2 separate regions of the Pan troglodytes genome follow, and region 1 is linked to region 2. Evidence: chromatin contacts called from public HiChIP or PLAC-seq data. All regions are on one chromosome and are shown on one strand. The core of a region is the stretch at or near the end of the contact, and the rest is flanking DNA. Distances in the headings are between cores, read along the strand shown. Region 1 holds the start of IDH1 (isocitrate dehydrogenase (NADP(+)) 1). Region 2 holds the start of C13H2orf80 (chromosome 13 C2orf80 homolog).

What was found. HiChIP or PLAC-seq counts read pairs in DNA pulled down with a chosen protein or histone mark.
Region 1: an H3K4me3 HiChIP or PLAC-seq map of stem cell-derived excitatory neurons shows a contact between it and region 2, with 10 times the contacts expected there. The contact joins the promoter of IDH1 here to the promoter of C13H2orf80 in region 2. A contact is called at or near these places in 2 of 7 Hi-C or Micro-C datasets (induced pluripotent stem cells and stem cell-derived neural progenitor cells), 1 of 1 datasets of contacts at active chromatin or transcription factors (stem cell-derived excitatory neurons) and 1 of 1 other capture datasets (stem cell-derived neural stem cells).

What each region holds. Positions count from the first base shown.
Region 1 is chr13:110,485,874-110,492,239 of NHGRI_mPanTro3-v2.0_pri, reverse strand. It overlaps IDH1 (isocitrate dehydrogenase (NADP(+)) 1), which reads left to right and starts at 1,812. Exons shown (of 10, transcript XM_001141655.5): 1 at 1,812-2,117; 2 at 3,103-3,176; 3 at 5,526-5,663. The coding sequence starts at 5,542.
Region 2 is chr13:110,413,919-110,420,150 of NHGRI_mPanTro3-v2.0_pri, reverse strand. C13H2orf80 (chromosome 13 C2orf80 homolog) reads left to right here and starts at 2,663. Exons shown (of 10, transcript XM_054679266.1): 1 at 2,663-2,715; 2 at 2,861-2,979; 3 at 5,861-5,976. The coding sequence starts at 5,936.

The DNA.
Region 1 (6,366 bases), core at 563-3,062, 73 kb before region 2:
TCCAGGCGTAGTCCCTTTCCTTGAACTTATTCATGATACAGATTCCTTTGCTCACATGTTTCCTGTTGACCTTCTCCCCACCATCACCCTGTTGCCCTGCCACACTCCCTTCGCCAAGATAGTAAAAATAGTGATCAATAAATACTGAGGGAACTCAGAGACCAGCGCTGGTGCGGGTCCTTGCACGTTGAGCGCCAGTCTCCTGGGCCCACTGTTCTTTCTATATACTTTGTCTCTGTGTCTTATTTCTTTTCTCAGTCTCTCGGCTCCACCTAATGAGAAATACCCACAGGTGTGGAGGGTCAGACCCCCTTCAAAAAGCTCATATACCTCTCTAAACAGTTCTACAGGAATAAATGGAGGTGGCTGCCAATATCCCTTAAGCCACCTCAAAAACCAAGTTGACAAGGTGTGTGCTTTTTTCTTTTCTCTCGGGAAAAATACCAGTGCCCTCTGGTGTCCAAAGTGCATCTTGAGTAGTACCACGTAGATCAGTTTATCTTCAAAGAATAATGTACTAATTCAATGTTAGAGATAATTTTTTAAAATAAATTTTGGAGGCTGGGCGCGGTGGCTCACGCCTGTAATCCCAACACTTTGGGAGGCCGAGGCAGGCGGATCACTTGAGGTCAGGAGTTCGAGACCAACCTGGCCAACATGGTGCAACATCATCTCTACTAAATACAAAAATTAGCTTAGCATGGTGGCACACCTGTAGTCCCAGTTACTTGGGAAGCTGAAAGAGGAGAATCACTTGAACCCAGGAGGCGGAAATTGCAGTGAGCCGAGACTGCACCAGCCTGAGTGACAGGGCAAGACTCTGTCTCATAAATAAATAAATAAATATTGGAGCATTAAATTCTGGGCAGCAATATACAAGCATGCTATTGTCCTACAAATCACAATATAAAATACTCTTTATTTTCATGTTTTTGAGAGTAATGAACACACAAAATATAATCTCTGGAGGAGACCAAAATTCTTTTTTCAATCCACCGTTTTCTAAGGCTTCACATCTCTAGTCCAACTTCACTGGATCACAGATAATCCCCTGCCAACTGATCATGGTGGCTCACGCTTGTAATCCCAGGACTTTGGGAGGCCGAGGAGGGCCAATCACTTGAGTCCAGGAGTTCGAGACCAGCCTGGGCTGCTGAAACCCATCTCTACCAAAGGAAAAAGAAAAGAAAGAAAAATTAGCTGAGTGTGATTGTGCGCACCTGTAATCCCAGCTACTCGGAAGGCTGAGGTGGCAGGATCTCTTGAGCCCAGGAAGTCAAGGCTGCAGTGAGCGGTGATCGCTCCACTGCACTCCAGCCAGGGCAACAGAGCAAGGCCCTGTCTTAAAAAAGAAAATAAGAATCCCATTCATTATCTTCTAATGCAAACAATCAATGGAGTTTCTAAAGACCTAGACATAGGTGGTGTCAGGAACTGCTTCTGTAACTTTTCCATCCTTTGCATTAGGCAGCGCGGAACCCCCTAGGCGACCCCGCGCTGGCCGGGAGCACTCTTTCTTCAGCCAAAGGTACGTTCCATTACCGCCCTTCGGGGGCGCGCTAGGCAGCGGGCCGGCCAAGCTGCCGCCGCCCGGGGCGCCCTGTCCCGTTCGCTTTTATGCCGACCTAGAAACACTGTGGTGCTCTAGATTGTTACAAAGTTCGGGGTGGTGCAGCCCCAGCGCGCCCCGCTCCCCGGCCTGCAGGTGGCATACGAGTCTCTTCGCTGTCGGGATTCGGGACTGAATCTCTGCCGGGCAGCAACCCCTTTCCCCACCGGGATCACCGGGAAAGCAGCACCAAGGATTCTCCATCTTTGACTGTGGTCACGCCCCCTCGCTGACTCCGCCCATCCCACGGGAATTGGCGCGTGGCGATTGGAGGCGTGTCGGGGGCGGGGCTGGGGGGGAGGTGGGCTGAGGAGGCGGGGCCTGGGAGGGGACAAAGCCGGGAAGAGGAAAAGCTCGGACCCGCCCTGTGGTCCCGGGTTTCTGCAGAGTCTACTTCAGAAGCGGAGGCGCTGGGAGTCCGGTTTGGGGTTGCCAGGCTGTGCTTGTGAGTCTGAGCTTGTGAGCGGCTGTGGCGCCCCAACTCTTCGCCAGCATATCATCCCGGCAGGTAACTTCAGGCTCCGAGGGGCGGCCCCGGTCCCTGGCTGTGGAGGGGTGGCTCTAATTCCGCAGAAGGCAGGAATGGGGTAAAGGAAAAAAGCGCAGATCTTGGGTGTGGAGGGAGTCGAGGCCTGCGTGCAAAGAAGGGAACAAATCCAGGTATTGAGAATGGGAAAAGAAAAGGGAAGGAGGGGATGCTGGATGCTTGGATATGCAGAAGGCCTGCTTTTGGGCATGGGAGGGAGAAACTGGGCGGTGAGGAAGTTGGATGCAACGACAAGGGGAAAATCAGGTCTGCACTTGGGTTGGAAAATCGAGAGGTGGAAGTTGCAAGAATGCATGTAGAAGACTAAGCCTGGAGTGTAGGAGGAAGAAAACGTGCAGCAGCTGGGGGCTGGATGCAAAGAAGGCTGTAAGCCGCAGACGGGCGTCTGCAGGCAACTCAGGCGGCGAGTAATAGCCTTGAAGCCGATCCCTCGCGTCCGCCAGGGGGCGTGGAGGGGCGGAGCTCCAGCGGCCTTCAGAGGGGTCGCTAGGCCACACGGGGCGAGAGGGGGCTGGGGGAAACATCCCCGCCAGTTCCGGGTGCCTGGAGTTTAAAAGGTCCCAGCACCAGCGAGGGGAGGGGAGGGGAGGGGAGGGGCGGGCATGGAGACCTGGAAGGAGGTACCGATCCAGCCTTGATTGCAGCCCTCTTGCACAACGGCCATAAGGACGGGTGCAGGCCAAGAGCAAGGACGTGCAAACCCCAAGACCTGCTAACGGGCGGCGAAGCGGGGGCACGCCCTCGCACACGCAGAGATAAATTGTGCTCCCGTGACCTTTATTTGGAAAGTGCCTGCGGGCCTAAAACTGGCCTTTGTCCCTCCGAGTACACTCAGCACTGTACTTTAAACCGGATAAACTGGGCTGTCTGGCAGGTACTAAAAACAGCTAAATTCTCCTGTGAGTGTTCTGTATGTTAACACTTTTTATTCCTTGTTTTGTTTTAGGCGATAAACTACCTTCAGTTGAGTCTGCAAGACTGGGAGGAATTGGGGTGATAAGAAATTCATTCACTGTCAAGGTGAGAATTAGCAATTTTTCCCCTTCTTCTGTACTTTCTTTGATGTGGCAGTACAGTGTTTAACTGGTCTTGGGGGCAGGCCGAGGCACTGCAAGGGAATGAGTGAGGAATATTTCCAACAACGAATTCCAACAGCTTCCTTGTTTCTTTTAATACAGTGTCTTATCTGCAAGAGATCATTTTCGCCCAGAAATTATTGTAGTTCATGAACTCGGCAAAAAACAATCTGGCCAAAAACTTGAGGTTGATGAAAATAATATTAAATGGCTCTTTTTTTCATTAAACTACTCTGTATTGTTATTCCACGTTTATTTTCTGGAATTGCACAAGTATGTTAGGAGATAGGATTCAGCTACTTTAAATGAGCTGGTGCCTGCTGGTCTTGGAACAGCCCTTCCTTCTGAAGTTGGGGTTGGGTTGGAGACAAAATCTGAGGGGCAACAAAGGTGGAGAAGTCAGTCCAGTGGGGCCTCGAGCCCATCCCATGGAAATCAGATCCAGAAGAAACAGAATTATGTTCCACATGGTAGTAACAATAAAGCTTCACTGTTTTAGTTAAAAGATGGTAAAAATTTCATGGCTAAGTAATGTGAGGAAAACCTGAAGCGTCTGAAGTATGCATTATGAGATAAAGAAAGATTACTGCAGAGAGTACAGTTGCTTTAACTGAGAAGGAAATAGTGAACTAAAAAGGTATCAGTCTTCACATTTTAGGTACAATATTTGACCTCTATTAACTGTATTTGCCATCAAGAATAAATTGCCATGTCATGACTGTTGCATCATACCATATAGGGACATGGCCATGGAAGTGTATTATCAGGAACCAGATGAGTTCACTGCCTCCTTTTTTGCTTTGTTTTAAAACAAGGATAGGTGTGACAGTGGAATCAAACATGAACTGAATCATATGCTTTGAGCTGTACTACAAATTATACTTGACATTACAAATGGGAAGTAATTGACTCATCCACACCATTCTGTTCATTTCTTTTAGTCTAGTTCAGTTCCAGAAGGTTCCCCCAAAGGAATCTCCTAAACACTAGTAAGAAGAATTCTAGAATTGCGAATTTGGGAAGTGAAAATGGGCCTGGGGATTGGAAATACATCCAGGCTTGTCAAGAAACAGACGCTTACTCTCTACTAATCATTACATTTTTATTTAAAGACCAAATTACTTTAGCTCAATTTTTCAAGAAAGACTATTTTAGGCTTCTTATCTAATAATTCTTTAAAGTCAATTCTCTTGACTTTTTTAGTCCTTAAGAGAATAAAAGCAATTTGCAGCTGTGTTGTTGGATTAAAAAAGAGTTTCGATTAGAGCATCATTAGAAGGAATAGATAACTTTTAGCAGGCTCAGAGCTTCTTCTGCCTCTAGGGACAAGCTGGGACAGTTTCATTTCTTCCAAAGGGTCCAACCTTGCACTTTCTGAGAATCAGATTGATTTGTATATGCTACCCCCACACCCTATCCTTAAAGTGCTGTCTTCCTAGGACAATGCACAGTTTGTCCTATCCCACTCACTAGCAGCTTACCCTTGCCTGTGAACAGCCAGAAGAAGATGACAGGGACGTGCTTGGGTCCTGGGCAGTGGCCCTACTGTATAGAGATTCTTCTAATTGAGAAATCACTTTGTTGTATTTAGCCCCACATCTCCAATGTCTGTGTTGTCTCTAGGAAAACAGTTCCACCAGGAATTCTTCATCTCGCTTTTAGACTTAAAGTTTCCCTGAATATGGGTCACAGGAACCAGTTGAATCTCCTCATGGCTAGTTATTTTTATTAAATAACAAAAACAGCCTCTTAAAGGAGGAGAAATACTAGCACTCACCATTCTGCACATCTTGAGAGCCCAGTAAAATGATGAGTTGGACTGAAGTGTTCAATAAACATGAGATTGTGGAAATAATCTCATTTCTTAAGACAAACCAGTAGTTGAGAATAATGACTGCATTATGAAGGGCACGTTATAGGGTCAGGCTCTCCCACGCTCTAGCTAGGTGGCCTTGGGAAAGCTCTTTTTTTTTTAACAAAGTAAAATGGGGAAATGATGGCCATTTTTTTGGATTGTTATGAGGGCTAGCTCAGAAACCGCGTGTGAAACAACACAATACTTTGTTCAGAGAAGATACTCAATTCTAATGGTAAATAGAATTGCTGTTACTAGCTTTTTATTCAACTACACACAAATTGAATTGCATGAATTGTTCTTTTAGTAGTCACTACGTTGTTTATATAAACACTACGTTGTTTAAACACTACGTTGTTTATGTAAACACTATGTTGTTTATATATTTCACTTTATAATGAAATAAATGACAAGGCGTGTATTTTTTTTTCTTTTTAGGTTTATTGAAGTCAAAATGTCCAAAAAAATCAGTGGTGGTTCTGTGGTAGAGATGCAAGGAGATGAAATGACACGAATCATTTGGGAATTGATTAAAGAGAAACTCATTTTTCCCTACGTGGAATTGGATCTACATAGGTAAATGAGTTAGCCCTCCGTGTAGCAAACTCAGAAAGGATAATGTGGCTGGGCATAGTGGTGCACACCTGAAGTCCCAGCTACTTAGGAGGCAGAGGCAGGAGGATCTCTCAAGACCAGGAATTCAAGTCCAGCCTGGGCAACAGAGTGAGACCCCATCACTTTAAAAAAAAAAGAAAAAAAAAGGGAAGGAGAAACAGGAAAAAAAAAAAGAATGTAATCTGAGTTATTTTGAGGTGAAGTTAGCTTTTTTTATATAGATATAGCTGTGTTTTGTGAATAAAGTTTGTTTTAAGCCTAAACATATTCAGATGAATCTTCTAATTTTAACATACTGCTAGGAAAACTGGATTTATCATCTAAAAGTCAAGAATTATAAGGGAAAGAATGATTTTCAGATTCTTCTAACCTTCTGTTTCCTGTGAAGGTTTTATTTGTAATAAAGCAGTGGCTAAGAATAGTACAATGTATTGAGAAAAGGGAAATAAGAGAGGTTGTAAGAAACAGTAAACTAAATGCAGTTAACACAATTTTGTCATTTCAAACTCAATTTTCTATCACTCTACTTAGTCAATGGACCTGTTTCCTTTTCATTCCTCACCTTTTGCCCTTTTCATACAATTGTAGTGCAGAAAGAATTCATGATGTTTCTTAATTGAACCCCTCCTTTCCAGCAAAATTCCCTTAAATCCTGTGTCCCTTT
Region 2 (6,232 bases), core at 1,414-3,913:
AGGTCATTTTCATCGCCATCTGGTTTTGGCGGGTTTTGACTGGCTTCTTTACTACATATCATTTTATCAGCCGGGTCTTTGTGATCTGTACCTTGTAAAACCAGTCCTGCCCAACTCCTGACTCACTGGCATGGCATCGGGATAGGCACACTGCCATCACTACCTCCATCAATGTGAGTCTTAGCAATGACCAGCCCCTGATAGACAACTGCACACGTGGACCTTCTATTTGCCTTCAAGGACTGAAGCTGGGAAGGTGACTATTGGGATCGATGAACACTTGGCTGAGTTGGACCAGCTGCAGCAGCCTCAGCTGGGGGCAGGCGTAAGGGAGTTAACAGGGATGAACAAGCCTAGCAAGGTCAAGGTTGAAGTTCTCCAAGGTTGCCTTTGGGTGAAAAGCTCTCTTGATCAAGAAATTGTGGAACACCTTATAATGAGGTATCAACAATAGGCAGTCAAAAAGAAAAATAACTCAGTTTATTTTCTGTTTTTTTGGTTTGTTTGTTTGTTTGTTTTTGAGACAGGGTCTCACTCTTTCACCCAGGCTGGAGTGGACGGGTGTAATCACAGCTTACTACAGCCTCAGCCTCCTGGGTTCAAGCAATCCCCCCACCTCAGCCTGCTGAGTAGCTTGGACTGTAGGGACACACCACAATGCCCAGCTAGTTTTTATCATTTTTTGTAGAGACAGGATTTTGCCATGTTGCTCAGTCTGATCTTGAACTCTTAGGCTCAAGCAATCTACCCACCTCAGCTTCCTAAAGTGCTGGGATGACAGGCATGAGCTACCACACCCAGCCTACAGTTTAGTTTTAATTATAAACAAAATATTAGAATAAATTGAAAATGGCTGGGCGTGGTGGCTTATGCCTGTCATCCCAGCACTTTGGGAGGCCAAGGCAGATGGATCATTTGAGCCCAGGAGTTTGAGACCAGCCAGGGCAACATAGTGAGACCTCATTGCTACAAAAAAAAAATTAATTAAAAAATAAAAAATTGTCTGGGTGCAGTGGCTCACGCCTGTAATCCCAGCACTTTGGGAGGCCGAGGCGGGCAGATCACCTGAGGTCGGGAGTTCAAGACCAGCCTCATCAACATGGAGAAACCCTGTCTCTACTAAAAATAGAAAATTAGCCGGGTGTGGTGGCGCATGCCTGTAATCCCAGCTACTCCAGAGGCTGAGGCAGGAGAATCGCTTGAATCCGGGAGGCGGAGGTTGTGGTGAGCCAAGATCACACCATTGCACTCCAGCCTGGGCAACAAGAGCAAAACTCCATCTCAAAAAAATGAATAAATAAATAAATAAATAAATAAAAGTAAACAGTCACAGTAGAGGAGAGACTGAATTATTTTTTAATTCTCTCTATAGAAAATACTATGAAACCTTGGTCCTATTAACAGATAATCAAAGAGTATGTAAGAAAAAAAGGAATTTTAGTGTATGTTAGGCAGTTAGTAATCATGAAAATATTAATACTGATTTTTTGTTTGTGGTATTTTTCAGCTCTTTAAAATTTGTAACTTGTAATTAATAGTTCTAAATAAACATACAATTTTGTATTAGTTTCATATTTACAATTCTGCATTCTTTTTATTAAAGACGGTCCCCATAATGTATAAACTTCAGGCTCACCAAACCCGGAAGTGTCTAGGTACAATATAAACTCAATATGGAGTGAACAACTAGTTTAGAAAATTCTATATCTAGCGTTTTGTTAGTGTCTTTCATAATATGACCTCAGGTAATCAAGTGACTTACTTGGCCAGTGGAAAGGAGTGGAAATAAAGATTAAGAGGTGTCAATAACAGACACCCAGCTGTAGATGGGCCAGAAGAACAAACTCTGCCCCTAGTCTAGTGGTATAGAGGAGACACAGACAGAAACCATTAACAAGCTTTAAGCAAGGGAGCAAGTGTTTAAGACTAGGAGGCAGGCGTGTGGGCAGGGATTGTCAGGCCTCTGAGTCCAAGCCAAGCCATCACATCCCCTGTGACTTGCACATATACATCCAGATGGCCTAAAGTAACTGAAGATCCACAAAAGAAGTAAAAATAGTCTTAAGTGATGACATTCCACCACTGTGATTTGTTTCTTCCCCACCCTAATGATCAATGTACTTTGTAATCTCCCCCCGCTTAAGCAGGTACTTTGTAATCTACCCCACCTTTAAGAAGGTTGTTTGTAATTCTCCCCACCCTTGAGAATGTACTTTGTGAGATCCACCCCCTGCCCGCAAAACATTGCTCTTAACTTCACCGCCTATCCCAAAACCTATAAGAACTAATGATAATCCACCACCCTTTGCTGACTCTCTTTTCGGACTCAGCCCGCCTGCACCCAGTTGAAATAAACAGCCATGTTGCTCACACAAAGCCTGTTTGGTGGTCTCTTCACACAGACGCACATGAAAGGGATCTCATCTATAATTAGAAAGATGGTGATAGCTTGAACCCAGGTGATGTTTCTTCAGGATTGCCACTGTTTTGTGTTGACATTCATCGAGTAGAATGATCTTTGGGTCATTGGGTACTTTGGGGCACCCTAAGTATGTAGGAGCCAGAGTTTCACTAGCTTCCCCAGCAATCCTTGCTTAGTCAATTGATTCCTATGTCTGCAGCCAAATGCTATAAAAAACTCTGAGGAAGGTAAACTCCTCCCATCCTCTTGGTTTTTCAATTAATCATTTAGATGGGAAACATAAGCCTACTCAGGTAAAAAGACATGTGAACTTCAGGCCAGGATCACAATCCTGTCCCAAATATATGACTTTCCACCCTCCCTCAACCCTTAATGGGGGTGGGCGTAGGGGAGTGTATTTTTAAAACAAATGATTTTAATTCATTCACTGTTTCCTAGCAACCAGGAAAAAGCATGTGTTCCTGATGTCTGTGAGCACCAGTCTGAGATGCGCGGATGCTTCAGCATGCCTCCAGAAGCAGAGAAAGAACAAAAGCACTGGAACCAGTCTCCGGTTGGTGAGCGATTCTCAAAGGGGAATTTGTTAAGAGCAGGCACTTAATAGAACAGCCCAAGAGACCTGTACCACGATTGCAGGTGTGCAGCAGGGAACCTGCATGGAATGTGCAGATATTCTCCAGGAAATGATATTCCTATAGAATTTGGGGGCTCTGACTTCTAGGGAATTGTTTCTATGAAACAGCTAAAGCCTGAGACAGCTGACATCTTTCCAGTACCTCTTTTGTGTGTGCTTTCAGCCACACACAAAACACACAGCGGTCTTGTTTTCTTTAGAGCTCTATAGACAGAGAAGAGGGATAACTGGCAGAATTCAAATCTAGCTGAATTAGAATCCATGCAAATGGCCTTCTTTAGACTAGGCGTAGCTACTAAATGCATATAAATCACTGACTTCCACAGCTGTAAGGGACCTCTCCAATCATTCAACGCTTGTTTTACAGAGGAAGAAATGAAAAAACATAGGCAAATTAATTTGTTCAAGGTGCACAGCTAGTTGGTGGCCTCACAGGGTCTTCTGACCTACAGTTTAGTGGTTTGGGAGTGGGACATACTCATATTTCAAAGACTGAAACCTTTGCATATTATACCATATTGAATGGCGGTGGTGGGGGCAGGGGATGGGGAGGATGAGGGATGATCTAAGACGAAGCTGTCATAACAACGAAGCAATGCAAATATTATAACTTGTAAATCTGAAACTCAAAGGGCTTTCTCAGAATTACAAGACAAGAATGGATTAAAGCACATGCTAAGTGTGCCTTACTCCCTGCCAAGGAATTGAGATAGGCCAAATAGTCTAGCAACAAATGTTTTTCCAAATTATTGAATCAGAAGAATTTTAATGCATGCCAGACTTTATAGAGTTACAGAATGTTAGGGTAACAAGTGCTCTTGGCAATGTTAACCAGGCCCATCTTTTTTGGATAACACCTGAGGCTGGGAAGCAGAAGACGCACAGCCACATCAATGAGTGTGGGTTTCCTGGGTCCAGTGCTCTCTCTTCTCTAGGCAATAGGGCCACCTCTATGGCTTGCTGCATCCTCTCCCCATTGACTCTGTAGGGAGCAATATTATTGTCTTGATACTTAATCAATTTCCTGTGAAATGCTCTTACTTTCTTCCCCACTTTCATCTTATCCACATCCCATCCACTCCCCAAAAACTAAAGCAGATGTAGCAGCAGCAAGAATGATCCAAAATGGCTGGGCACGGTGGCTCACGCCTGTAATCCCAGCACTTTGGGAGGCTGAGGCAGGTGATTACAAGGTCAGGAGATGGAGACCATCCTGGCCAATATGATGACACCACCCGGTCTCTACTAAAAGTACAAAACAATTAGCTGGGCTTGGTGGCGTGCACCTGTAGTCCCAGCTACTTGGGAGGCTGAGGCAGGAGAATCACTTGAACCCAGGAGGCAGAGGTTGCAGTGAACCGAAATTGTGCCACTGCACTCCAGCCTGGTGACAGACCGAGACTCCGTCTCAAAAAAAAAAAAAAATCCAAAATAATGAAGGTGGCCTAGGGAAGCATTCATTTAGATCAGCGCCATCCTGTTGGCTCTCTGCTTACTGTTGGTAGAGCTGAATCAAGTGAAGCTTAGTATTTATATGGTACCATTTTCAAAAAACCGTTTCTAAAGTTTGTTTTCCAATCATCTTTAGAGTAGTGATTTAAATATACGTACAATTTTAAAAGTACAAAGGGTAGTATAATGAACATCCATGGACTTAGAATTCCAGAGTCAACAACTATTAACATTTTGTTATATTTGAGTATTAGGGTTCCTCAGAGAAATTGAACTGACAGGATGTGTGTGGATACACACACACACACACACACACACACACACGGTGCAGTATAGGCTTAACCATCTCTTTCACTCAAATATTTTGATTTTACAGAATTGGCTCACATGATTGTGGAGTCTTGGCCAGTCCAAAATCTGATAGAGGAGGCCAGCTGCCCGCAGACTCAGGGAAGAGTTGCAGTTTGAATCCAAAGGCTGCCTGCTGGCAGATTCCTTCTTGCATGGGGGAGGTCAGTCTTTTGTTCTATCAAGGCTTTCGACTGATTGGAAAAGGCTCACTCAGATAGAGGGCAATCTGCTTTCAAAGTCCACTGATTTAAATGATAATCTCATTAAAAAAAAAACACCAGAAACATCCAGGATAAAGTTTGAACAACTATTTGATCATAGAGGCCCAACAATAAAATAAATTTAAAAATAAATAAAACATCACAAATAGAGTTGATATCCTATTTATACCTCTCCCTGAGTACCCCATTCAATAGTGATGATTTTCTATAGACTCCTTTTTGGTGACTTCAGACTCCTTTTGACCCCATCACCTGATCTTCAATCTCTGGTTCAATGTGGGGGTGGGAATTGAAGACATATTTCCCATAACCGTATTTTCTTTCAAGGATCTCCTGGCAATAGGAGAGTGTAGATGGATTCTATGGAAAACTCCATTATGAGCCACTGAGCCAGGGTGAACTCAGTGGGAGTTGAATGCTCACAGAAAAACCCAAACACATTCAGATCTAGATGGATCACATCCATCTAGTTTGGATGGTTCTGCCCGAATAGTCTCATCAGCTATTACACAAACCATTTTGGTTTTACTTGCTAGATTATTGCAAGGAAGAGTAAATTAAGTAAATAAGTGTTGGAAAAATTTGGAAGGAATAAAAGGTGTCAAATAAACACAAAAGTACAGTGCATGAGCCTCCAGGTGGCTTTTTGACCCTGAACCTGCCGAGTAAGAGGCCTGAATGAGGTGCTCCCTCAGATCCCTTCCAGAGCCTAGGACTCCATGACTGGTATTTGGAGTGATAGCATCCCTAACTCATATTCTCTCTGATTTGCTGCTGTAGCCTCTAGACTCAGAGAAGCTGGGTCTAAGTGTAGTGTTAGCTGCGGATACCTGCTCAGCTGGCTAAGCCTTTAACATGGAAAGAAGGCTCATAAAGAAGGAAATGAAAAAGCTCTTGTAAGTATGACTGAGAATAACTTTCATTTATGACACTTGGCATTCGGTGGATTTCATGTCATAGATGGCTTGGGTATTGGCAGCGGGTAAAAATCTAAGAATCTATTTCTGCATGGTAGGAGAAAACCAGAGGATGATCTGGCCTCTCTCGGTTTCCTGCCAGGGAGGGCTCACATGTGGTGTGAGGCAGGATGCTGAAACACTTGGGAGGATGTTTCTGCTGGCAGCCTGCACATCCGAGGCATCCACATTCTAG